Linked DNA regions of Mus musculus: regions 2 and 3 are each linked to region 1. The links are chromatin contacts, called in public Hi-C and HiChIP or PLAC-seq maps. All regions are on one chromosome and are shown on one strand. The core of a region is the stretch at or near the end of the contact, and the rest is flanking DNA. Distances in the headings are between cores, read along the strand shown. Region 1 overlaps Prkn (parkin RBR E3 ubiquitin protein ligase). Region 2 overlaps Pacrg (PARK2 co-regulated). Region 3 overlaps Pacrg (PARK2 co-regulated).

The links. A called contact is a pair of places that touch in the nucleus more often than the background predicts. HiChIP or PLAC-seq counts read pairs in DNA pulled down with a chosen protein or histone mark.
Region 2: an H3K27ac HiChIP or PLAC-seq map of oligodendrocyte precursor cells shows a contact between it and region 1, with 13 times the contacts expected there. The contact joins two enhancer-like sites. A contact is called at or near these places in 4 of 39 promoter capture datasets (cranial neural crest, hippocampal neurons, maxillary cranial neural crest and 1 more), 4 of 484 Hi-C or Micro-C datasets (the HL-1 cell line, bone marrow-derived macrophages, cardiomyocytes and 1 more), 2 of 115 datasets of contacts at active chromatin or transcription factors (embryonic stem cells and oligodendrocyte precursor cells) and 1 of 9 other capture datasets (embryonic stem cells).
Region 3: a Hi-C map of forebrain shows a contact between it and region 1, with 4 times the contacts expected there. The contact joins two enhancer-like sites. A contact is called at or near these places in 9 of 484 Hi-C or Micro-C datasets (cerebellum, cerebral cortex, cortical neurons and 5 more), 1 of 115 datasets of contacts at active chromatin or transcription factors (embryonic stem cells) and 1 of 9 other capture datasets (embryonic tail).

What each region holds. Positions count from the first base shown.
Region 1 is chr17:11,970,842-11,974,513 of GRCm38.p6, forward strand. The region is part of intron 9 of Prkn (parkin RBR E3 ubiquitin protein ligase); the gene reads left to right. Gm46604 (a long non-coding RNA gene) reads right to left here. Exons shown (of 6, transcript XR_001782243.2): 3 at 590-2,044. Among named protein-coding and RNA genes, the nearest start is that of Gm52293, 58 kb to the right of the region's middle. Within about 2 kb of position 2,015, at least 30 of the 459 cell types and tissues checked have an H3K27ac peak or open chromatin away from gene starts, as enhancers often do. A contact at or near this core is called in cerebellum, cortical neurons, forebrain and 2 more, where this site is marked.
Region 2 is chr17:10,505,714-10,509,385 of GRCm38.p6, forward strand. The region is part of intron 4 of Pacrg (PARK2 co-regulated); the gene reads right to left. The region is part of intron 2 of Gm16168 (a long non-coding RNA gene); the gene reads left to right. Among named protein-coding and RNA genes, the nearest start is that of Gm16168, 14 kb to the left of the region's middle. Within about 2 kb of position 1,953, at least 53 of the 459 cell types and tissues checked have an H3K27ac peak or open chromatin away from gene starts, as enhancers often do. A contact at or near this core is called in hippocampal neurons and oligodendrocyte precursor cells, where this site is marked.
Region 3 is chr17:10,743,145-10,746,816 of GRCm38.p6, forward strand. The region is part of intron 2 of Pacrg (PARK2 co-regulated); the gene reads right to left. Among named protein-coding and RNA genes, the nearest start is that of Gm16169, 63 kb to the right of the region's middle. Within about 2 kb of position 2,112, at least 82 of the 459 cell types and tissues checked have an H3K27ac peak or open chromatin away from gene starts, as enhancers often do. A contact at or near this core is called in cerebellum, cortical neurons and forebrain, where this site is marked.

The DNA.
Region 1 (3,672 bases), core at 765-3,264:
CATCTTCTATAATTATTGGTGGTGGTGGTGGTGGTGGTGGTGGTGGTGGTGGTGGTGGTGGTGTGTGTGTGTGTTTGTGGTGTTCCTCTAAATTCACCTAATGTTACTCTTATGTACAAGGGTTTGCTGCTGACCACTTGGGACTGGAAAATCTATCAGAGGGCAAAGTCCCTGAAGGAAACTGATTCTCTCTTCCTCAGCAGCCATTGGCGGCCACAGTTTTTTTCATCTAAGGATGGGACCTTGTGTAATTTCCCCACTCCCATTGGCATGTTGGCTGCTGGGGTCATTATGCAGATCTGGTTTAGGCATTTCATCCTTGCAGCTTATTATCATATAAAAAAATGCTATCAGGCTGGAGTGGTGATTTGGTGGTTAAAAGCACTGACTGCTCTTCCAGAGGTCCTGAGTTCAGTCCCAGCAACCACAGGGTGGCTCACAACCATCTATAGTGGGATCCAATGCCCTCTTCTGGTGTGTCTGAAGAGAGCTACAGTGTACTTACATACATAAAATAAATAAACAAATAAGATGCTATCTCAAAAAACAAACAAAAAAAAAAAAAAACTCCAAATCCTCTGGCTCTTACCTTCCTTCTCCCTCCTCTATATAGATCTTCCCTGAGCCTTGGGTGTAGGGGTTGGTTGGAGATACACCAGTGGGCACTGGGCACACCACAGTTACCCGTTCTCTGCATCTTGAGCAGTAGTGAATCTCTGTAGTCATTTCCACGCTCTGCAAAAGAAGCTTGTTCAATGAAGGGTACAATGGTAAGAATTTAGGACACCGTAAGAAGATATATTGATTTAGGAAAATGCCAGCATGGGTTCTCTTCTCAAATATACAACCTCTCTGGCTGTGGGTAGTTGGCTAGATTTTACAGGCATGAACAGGTCTTAGTGAGCCTATTGTGCAGGCCTTAAATCCACGGAGATAGCCATTGGTTAACCCTGTGGTGTACGTGCCATGATTACACCATAACATATCAAGTGCCCCACTAGTCATCGACATGCTTCTTAGACTTCACGTCTGGGTAGGACTACTGGCTGTTCCTCCTCCTTGGCAACTTGCACCGTGCAATACTATAAAAGGCAGCCTTCAGGGATGGGGTATTCTACCAGGTCAGAACCAGCTCAGCCCCTCTGAGTTCCGTATCCAAAGTGTGTAGTGTCTTCACCACCAGGCTCTTACCTTCAAGTTCCAGGAGGCAACCATGGGTGACAGCAATAACCTGTACCATTTGGGAGGCCTCTTGGGTCGCCCTCAGCAGCTACTGAAAGGGAGGTTTTCATCGTCTCTCATTCTCATTTCCATCAGATAGTTTATGGAATGGGGATGGGGGAGAGGGGTTATCACTCCATATGGTATAATTCCATTTAAACCATTTACCCAAGTAAGATAATGTATGGATAAGGATAGACTATGTCTAACATATCATCCTCCATAAAGGAGCCCAATTATTTGGTTATCTAAATAACAGCACTAACAACCATTATCATGCATGAGTCACTGGGTGAATATACAAGTCTCTGTCTGTTGTATAAATGCTGTGCTTACATTCCCTTATTATTAGAGACTTACTGAAACATTCCATCCATTTCAACATCCATGGTATATGTGTTCTCGGTAGGCAGCAATGGGTAGCAGAATTTTTTGTTTATATTGAAATACAGTATAACTCTACTTCCTGTCTCTCAGAACGCCAGCGTCCTTCACAAGCTAAAACAAGTAGGAAATGCTTATGGGGTCAGGCAGTTAGGGCTGAGGGACTGCCAGGCCAGGAAGAGCTAGCTCTCACTGCGGTGCTGAAGTTCTGGAAGCAAACACTGTGTGGGAGGCCTGGAGAAAGAGTGAATTGTTGTTCGCACCTCAGCTTTGATTTGGAGACACCTGCGAGAGAAAATGCCTCTCTCTCGGTACTTGCTGGTTATTTTATTTCCAGAAAACACGCTTGTTATTTTAGCCGAGGTAATTGCCTGAGCTCCGGGGATGATTTGTCATAAATGAACAGTGACATCTATAGGTAGATCAGAGTAATACGTATCTGTAGGAAAAAAAAAAAAAGCAACTGTTCTCAGTTGTTATATGACCGCCCAAAATAATGTCAAATGCTTCTGTTTGAGAGAGGAAAGAGGTAACACTAGAGTTGAAAAAAAAAAAAAAAACTAAAACGACACAGAGACAGACAGGTAGATAGAGGCAGAGGACATTTCTGGACAAAGGTAAGTCGGAAATCCCTGGGGTTTCTGACAAACCGGCTTGTCTGTTGCAGGTTCTTCTGTGCTGGTGCCAAGTAAGAATTTTGGCTTCAGTCACCAATTTTTCTTCTCTCCTTTGGTTAAACAGATCGATCAGCAGAGGCTGCTCCAAAGGCACTGTTCATTTAAACCATTTACATAGCAACATTTCCAAAGTTAATCCCCCACCCTGCTTCGGCAGCCTTGAGATTTAAGCATTTCCATGGATCTGTCCGATGTCTTCTCAGGACAGCTACCAGCCCCCCGGCTGTTCAGTGAGAATAAGCCGGTCTAGACGCAGTAGCTATACAGGTGGCTACATACTCGTCTTGTTACCCTCTGCCAGGTGCCCATGAAGTTGGCTGGATCCCATGAGAGGTGGCTGCAGTCCCCAGGGTTTCTGAGACCCCTGATAGGTCACACTGCTGTGGGTCAGGGGCAAACCCAGCAGCTAGATTGAGGGCAGAAAAGCCAAGTTTCTCTCTGTCCTTGGCTAAGCTTCACCCAGGGCCCTGTGCCCGGGGAATTTATTGCACATTGTTAATTTACAAAAGCCTGCGCCGTTGGCTTAGGGATAATTCTGCTAGGCTCCACCCAAGAGCTACCTAGCAACAGCTTGCATAGCTGCCTGCCAGGTGCAAGCCAACCTGGTGTGTAAGGAGGACTGCTCACCTACTCCAACTCCCTCTTCCCTCCCTCTCTTTCTCTCTCTCTGCCCCCCCCTTCATGTGTGTGTGCCCTTCTCTATCTCCACCTTCTATTCTCCTAATTCCCCACATGTCCCTGGCCAGCCTTGTCTCCTCTTCCTCTCTCTGTCCTTCCTTCCTCTCTCTTCTCTCTCTGTCCTTCTCTACCCCCTTCGTTGCTCTGCCTTTCCCTCTTTCCAGGTGCCCCTCCATTCCCCCCAATAAACCTCCTTTTGTACAAGGCCTGTTGCCTGGTGGTGATCCCTCGGGGGAACACCTTAGCTGCCCCTCTGAGGTGCTCCCTCCTGCCCTATTATACTGCCAGTTTACAAAACACAACACACACTTTCCATCCAATGAGTCTGGCTGTTAAAACCCAGAGGTGGTTGAAACATTTGATTGACAGATAAAGTCTCCAATACCTGGGAATCACAAAGGCCAATGACTTCAACTTTCTTATGCCTAAGGAACCCCCCCCCACCCCCCCCACCCCCCCCAGCTCCTGGGAACAACACAGCTTCATTTTCTCTTCCTCCTCTTATGAACAAATCCCATCCTCAGCATTACATGAGAAGGTCAGTTCATATTCTTTGAGTCACAGATTGAATCGGGGACACGTGGTCATGAAGCCATCAGATGGTTTTCATAGGCAAACAAGTAAGACCTGGTTGCCATCAAAACTGTGCACCAGCAAACACAATCTGTTCAAGGCTCAGGAGAGGAGGCAGAGTTGCTGGCCCCACTGGTTC
Region 2 (3,672 bases), core at 703-3,202, 1.5 Mb before region 1:
ACTTCTTTTGGAATTGTTGGCCTGTGAGTTCCCACAGAACCCCAAACAGTCTAGGATGTCACCAAAGCTGTTGGTTGCCCTCCAGAAACTGATGGTGAGATCCTATTGTTATACAACATGGGAAAATCAAGCTGGTAGGCACCTGGAAGCTTCATCCCCATTGGCTACTCTTCTTCTTTCCTTTGCTGGGGATGGACGAAGATGGGGCCAGTGTTCTCACTGTGGAGAAAAGGCTAAGGCATGACTAGGCAGGCATGACAGACCTGCTGACCCAGCTTTGAATAGGGCATAGTGAATACAAGTAAAAACCCGCCACCTTACATTCTATAAGTGTTGCAATTATTATGTGCAAACTGGGGGTGAATATGACCCAATAAAAATACCATTAAAATATTTTAAACACTAAAGAAAGAGTGGATCTTGAAAAAATACAACACTATCATCTTCTTAGAGTTTTGGACAGAATTAAGTTAGTTTATTATGTGGATGTAGCCCTTTACTCTGTGACAAACTAAATAATGTTCAGTTTTTCCACTTTCAGCAAAACCATAATTTTTCTGTATAATCATGATCAAATTGATACAATTCCTCTCAAGGAAACGGCACCTGATTAATTTAATGGGGCTGGAATTTTTAATAAGTATGCCGTGACCAAGGGAAGACAGATGAGCAGGAGACTCTAGTACTTTTGGCTTGTAACTGGACCATCTCATCACCATGAGTGAGTTTTAAAACAACAGCATGCCAGACAACAGCTCAGGGAACCTCAGTGATCAAAGATCTGTCCTGCTTGGTGTTTAGCCTGGGCACTTGCCTGATCCAAACAAGTGGCCCAGGAAGACTCACATGAGTCTCTTTTCATGACTCACAAATAAGCTGTAAAAGGGTCTTCACTCACTATTTGTAAGTTTTAGCCACAGTCCAGCCAAGTGTAACCTTTAAGCTTTGTCTGATACGTCTAGAGACAGAACCAGAACTCAGTTCTTGCTCTCTAAGCTAATAGTGACAAGGGGATTGCCAGCCTTACACAGCACATGGACCACATTGTCACAGGAACACACACACACACACACACACACACACTGTACTTAGGAGAAACTGCAATTTTTAATTGTCGGAAAATACTGCAACTTTTCTTTTTCCAGTTGAAATGGCATAGAGATTTTAACAAATGAAGTTTTGTAATGATTTTTCTCTTTTGGCACCATGCAAGTTCAGAAAAAGACATTATGGCAGACTGGCTTTTGCTACAAAATAACAAGTAAGAAGGGGAAATATTGTGTCAGTTAAGGGATCCTGTCTGATTTTGTGCTCATCCAGCCAGACACTAGATAGTAATAAGAAGACTATGCTTAATTCGAAATGGAATATTTTACAGTGACAGGCTTGGAGATGTATCCCCTACTAGCACAGATGGCAGAAAAATGCCTAGCGATTCCTTTTTTTTTTTTCAGATTTCATGTCGTGCTGTGGGAAGATATGGCTGAAATAAATACATTTTATTTTGCTTTGTGACATTTTTCCATATGATTTAATTATAGAGAAGGGTACATAAGAGAGGTTTGTTATTAAGTGGGGCCCATTATGTGCTTAAGAACAAACTCACATCTTTTGTCTGGAGCACATTTTTAGAAAATAAATTGTGCACGCCATGTAAATAATATGACATTTGGTTGCAGTCAATTTGCTTGATGTGTTTTGCCCGAAGGAACAGGTGATCCAAAGTTTAATCTGCCCCTCGCCTGCCTATTCTTAATAACTTGGCACGGTGAGCAGTTTGGGGATATCAATATACCAATTAACTAAATAATCCTTTCACTGATGCCGAAATAAAGGGTTGATTCTAATCTACATTTTTGTTGTTGCTCTCCACGTCGTTGTTGGGCAGGGCAAATGGAACAGGCAAAGCAGTGAGCTCAGACAGCTTGGGAGAAGACAGAGCCACTGTGGCCCTGCCAGATGCCCAGGGACACAGCACAAAACGCTCTCACATGCCTCTCGCAGAGCAGGGACACTCTGGGACCCACTCCAGCTACCGTGGCCAAGCGCCCCCCCCCCCCCATCTCTCCACCCCTCCCCCCGTTACCCACACAGGCATTTCTTTTACATTCAGTTTGTGTTTGCATCGAATCAAAGGGGTTTCTTAGTGAAACCAGTAAAAATAAGAACACTTGTATTATATTAGAGCACTCCCTCCCTCCCTCCCTCCCCAGTCCATTCCGGACTTAAAACAGTGTTTGTAAAAGTAAGCAAATGGGGTACTGAAGCCCCTTCATTCTCTCCCCTTTCTCTTCTCCTCTGTCTGACAACTAGTCTTTCAGCGCTCCCCTGCCCACTCTCCAGTGATGGCCCCATCTTTCTTATCAGTTGGACTTTGCTGTGCTGGCTAGCTTTATGTCAACTGGACACAAGCTAGAGCCACCTGAGAGGAAGGAATCTCAATGGAGAAAAGGCCTGCTTAAGGTCAGGCTGCAAGCAAGCCTGTAGGGCATTTTCTTAATTAGACACTGATCTTGGAAGGCCCAGCCCATTGTGAGTGGTGCCATCCCTGGGCAGGAAGTCTCGGGCTCTACAAGAAAGCAGGTTGAGCAAGCCACGGTGAGCAAGCCTGTAAGCAGTGCTCCTCTGTGGCCTCTGCATCACTGCCTACCTCCAGGTTCCTGTTGTAATGATGGACTGAGATGTGGAACTGTAAGCCAAGTAAAACTTTTCCTCCTCAAGTTGCTTTTGATCATGGTATTTTATTCCAGCAATAGTCACTCTGACTAAGACATGGACAAGCCTTGAAGGCTTAACTCTGAATTCCTCAGGGATATCTGTACTGGACATGATGTTCCTCACCTGCTGCTCTTAACTAATTCTCCAGCACTCTCCCTAATATCCAGTTGCTTCAAGGATGCAGGGTTCTGGAGTTCTGGTATGTTTTCCCCTATAGGAAAGTAGCATCCTTAAGACTGAAGCTTTGTCCCCTTGAGGCTGTATTTTCTTTTTTTTTTCAAGACAGGGTTTCTCTGTATAGCCCTGGCTGTCCTGGAACTCACTTTGTAAACCAGGCTGGCCTCGAACTCAGAAATTCACCTGCCTCTGCCTCCCAAGTGCTGGGATTAAGGGCGTGCGCAACCACGCCCGCCCGGCTAGAGGCTGTATTTTGGAACCCAGTGCTGCTAAGCACCCTCTGCCAGCAGTGTACCTTTATGTGAGTCCCTGTTTCTACCAAGCTTTCCCATGGTTCCTCATGGCCACTTCCTTCCTCCCAGAGCCCTAAGGGTCCCCGCCTGCATGCAGGGTATATGGAGCCAGAGCTTCTGAGTAAGGCCATGCCTTCCTTGTCTCTATGTCTTTCTCGGCTGTCCCCAGTCTGGACTGACTGTATTTTCTCCAGAAGTCCTAGCCACCCGTCAGGGCTTCCCCCCACAGGGCACTTTTATAGATTCCCATTCTGAATGTTCCACATGAGTTTGAAACTCTGGTCACTGTGCACAGTTGGCTCCTGGTAGGCTGAGGCCTTGGAGTTAGGGATGAGGGATTCTTACTTTGGTAACAAATGGGGACCCAAAAGAAGTTTAGAATATGCTTTTTGCTGTCAAGCGTCTGGTAAGACTCACCACTGCAACGCCTAGAACTCTAAAGCAGGACTGATATCATGAGCCCAGTCAGCACTGAGAGAGGCTC
Region 3 (3,672 bases), core at 862-3,361, 1.2 Mb before region 1:
GCTCTTCCCTACATAATCCAGACATTTTGCTAATTCTCCCCCTCCCTCCTTCCCTTTCTCCCTTTCTCTTCCTCCCTCCCTCCCTCTCTCCTCTTTTCCATTCTCTCCCCTCATTCTCTCTCTCTCTCTCTCTGCACTTTCTCTCTTCCCCCTCCCCTCGTTCTCCCTCCCCATAGTGACTTCTCTGGACTCAGTCTTTGGGGCCAGTGAAGCTGCCCCAGAGCAGTAGCTTCCATATCCATATCCATATCCATATCCATATCCATATCCATATCCATATCCATATCCATATCCATATCCATCTCTGTCTGTCTATCTATCTATCTATCTATCTATCTATCTATCTATCTATCTATCTATCTATATCTGGCTTGGATTGACTTATTTTGGATTACCACAGAGAAAAAACTTACAATTTCTTAAGATCTATTTTTAGGTTAGGGAACAAAGGAAATTGCAAAATGTCAAATAAAGAAACTGGTCCTGTAGCCACTCCATTAGTATGCAGTACTTTGAAAAAAAAATAGAGAAACCCAAGATGTCTCCAGTTTAAAAGTTTCTGAAAACAAGAATGGCCCTGAAGTGTACATGTTCCTACAGTCTGATTCTGTTCTCATAGGGGCCACCAGTTAATTACTGTCAGGCTCAGGATGTGAAGCCACCAATATCTTCATGCAGAGTATTCTCTACAGAGAAGAAGCAAGGAAGCAGATCTGCAGGAGGGTCCCGTCATGGCCGGTGCTCTCTCTCTAGTGAGGACGCTGGAAACTGGAATTTCTTGCCTTCTCCAAGGCAGCTTTGGAGCCTAGGAAGGTCACTCTTGCCCTGCCTTCGATGGAGCCTCACATGACAGGAAGGAAGGAAAGCAATACAGGAACTCTGAGGAGAACGCTCTCACACGACTTTGTTAAGTTTCCTAGTGCACTGTCTGAACTACACAGATGAGCGTGCTACCTAGTTTATTTCTGAAGGATGCCTGTGTCACAAAGTTCTCGCTAGGCATTTCTTTGTTGCTATTGCGGCCTCAGTCCTGTTCCTCGTGATGGATTAGGAGAAGATAACATTTCTTCAGCCTGTAACATCCTTGGGTATTATAATCCAGGGCCACAGTCTACTGAATATTCTTAGACACATCAGCACAATTATTAAATCGATCTGGATGTTTAAATTAACAGTTGATGTTTTCCAGTAATTTTTCATAAATCATTTGGTTTGCCAGATAATAACAAGAATATGTACACATTTATTTTTAAAGAACCGTCTGTCGAGTTGCATAAAAGGCAAGTTCGATATGATGGCCAGAAAAGACAGGAATGGGGCAGGCGGCATAGTTCCATTCCTCCAACAAAGTGTGGACAATGAGCATATTTTATATTTAGATTTGGTTTATTGAGGGGACCTTAAACTTTTTTTTAAAGTGCACATGAATCGTCTGGAGAAATCAGAGTCTAAAGTGATTAATTAGAACTTATTTTGTCCTGAACAGATTTACTAAGCATTTTTCAAATAGCCACAATGTTTGTAATTACCAGAATCACACCTCCATTGGCCAGCCTTACTTACTTCATGCATGAACAACAATCTGATTGAGCACTCTTGTTAGGGTTTCATTCTGCGCTGTAATTAGCCATAATCATAGCCTTCCTGGGTGCATGAGAATGTGCAAGCAACTATTCACAGACTCAGCCCATTTGAATATGAATCTTCTCAGTGAGGAGCAATAAAGCAGGAGAAACAAAACAGTTTCTCTAGGGAATCCAGTGAAGCCTCTCTCCTCTGATTCTGCCCCCTTCAAAATGTTCTCCCTCCAGGCTCTGGATTCTATTTGCTAAAACAAGGGTGGCTTAATGAAGACAATGGCCTATTATTCCTTAAGTGACACAGGAGGGCCCAAGTATTACAGGCTTAGTTCTTTCAGTCTTTGCTAAGGACACAAGGAACAAAAGAACAAGCAATTGTGTGTGGAGAAGAGAATTCGGTTCAGGCTCCACTTGGGGACCACTCAGAATGAGATGGGGCCATGCTATTCTTACGCTCTGAGGAGGCTGGTGCATGCTGGCTTTCTTCTCTTTCTTCCCCTCTTCACCCCCCTGCAAATGACTCAGGCATTACAGAAAAAGGCTCCAAGCAGCAGGGATAGAAAGCAAAGGCTTAGTGGAGGAGGGGTGACATTTCTGATCCCATCCCAAGCACATTCAAAGTGAGCCACCTACTGGCAAGCTCCTCTCTTCCTGTTCTCCTCACGCTCTAATCCCCTCAACTCTTAAGGGAAGACCTAGGGAAACAGGCTGAGATCAGCCACAAGGATTTTCAGCCAAAAATGGAGACATAAAATAGGAATGCCTTCATGGCAGTATGGAGTCTTTGAGAGAAAACGGTTTGGACCAGTAGAAGTATGCCAAAATGTCAGACATGAAGGGTTGCTTAAAATGCTGTGTGCTCCGCACAGAAAATTAAAGATGACTCTAGTTTACTAAAATATATTGATTTCGAGATTCATGAAGTTAAGTCAACTAATCGTTTAAACCAGTTAAACCACATCAGAATGGTCTTGCCCTTGACTAACTTTCAGTTCTTCAATGCATTTGTTTCCTGTTTTGTTGCTTGTTGTTTTTTTGTTTCAGAGACATTATACACCGCTAATAAAATATCTGTTTGAATTCTTTGTGGGCATTTTTACCACGGGAAGGCTCAAGGGCTGTAATGTGACCCTAATCATTTTCTGACCACCTTACAAGTTTAGGATCTGCATCATCCTGACAAAGTGAGCCCTCTAAGACTACCTGAAGGAATCAACTACTGGAATTTCAACTGTGGTCTCCTGTTCGTAGGTACGCGAATGTGTGTGTGTGAGAGTGCATGCGTGCATGCATGCATGTATAATCACATTTGAAGGTCTGAGTAAAACTGTGACCATTCCTGGTACAGTATGGTATACATTTTGGGGTCACTAGAAGTGACAACCAAAGGCATGTCATTGAAGAGATCTGACATGCTGAATCATGTCTCCTACCAGGTGTACATTATGAACCTGGTAAGTCCAACAGAGCCAGGGTCACACTCTCCTAAGAAGGGACTCAGTATGCTGATGTGCTGAGGTCACCTTGTTAACCTGGAAGTTGTAGACATTTTCACAAATCTCTCACCATAAGATGCATTTTCACGAACATGAGGACTTCTTCGGAATATCCCCTGATGGTCTCTCTAGTGGGGTTCTTACCCTATTTGTAGGCTATTTTCTTGTTTAAAGCTACTATATTGTTTTCATAGAATAATATGTGATTTCAAACAGACTTATCATACTTAAATCACTCTGAAAAGCACAAGAATGCCCATGACATTAGTTTAAACTGAAGGCTGACAGAGGCCACCATTCCTAATATTTTTTCTTAAAATTTTTTTTTTATTTCATGTACATTGGTGTTTTGCCTGTCTATATGTTTGTATGTATGCATGCATGATGCCTGATATAAGGGTGTCTGATCCCCAGGAACTGAAGTTATAGACAGTTGTGAGGTGCCATGTGGGTGCTGGGAATAGAACCTGGGTCCTCTGGAAGGACAGCCAGGGCTCTTAACCCCCGAGTCATCTCTGCAGCCACTATTCCTAATAATTTCAAAACTAAAAATTACAGTACAGCTATCACTTGTCATCTGGCTCTGTGGCTAGTTG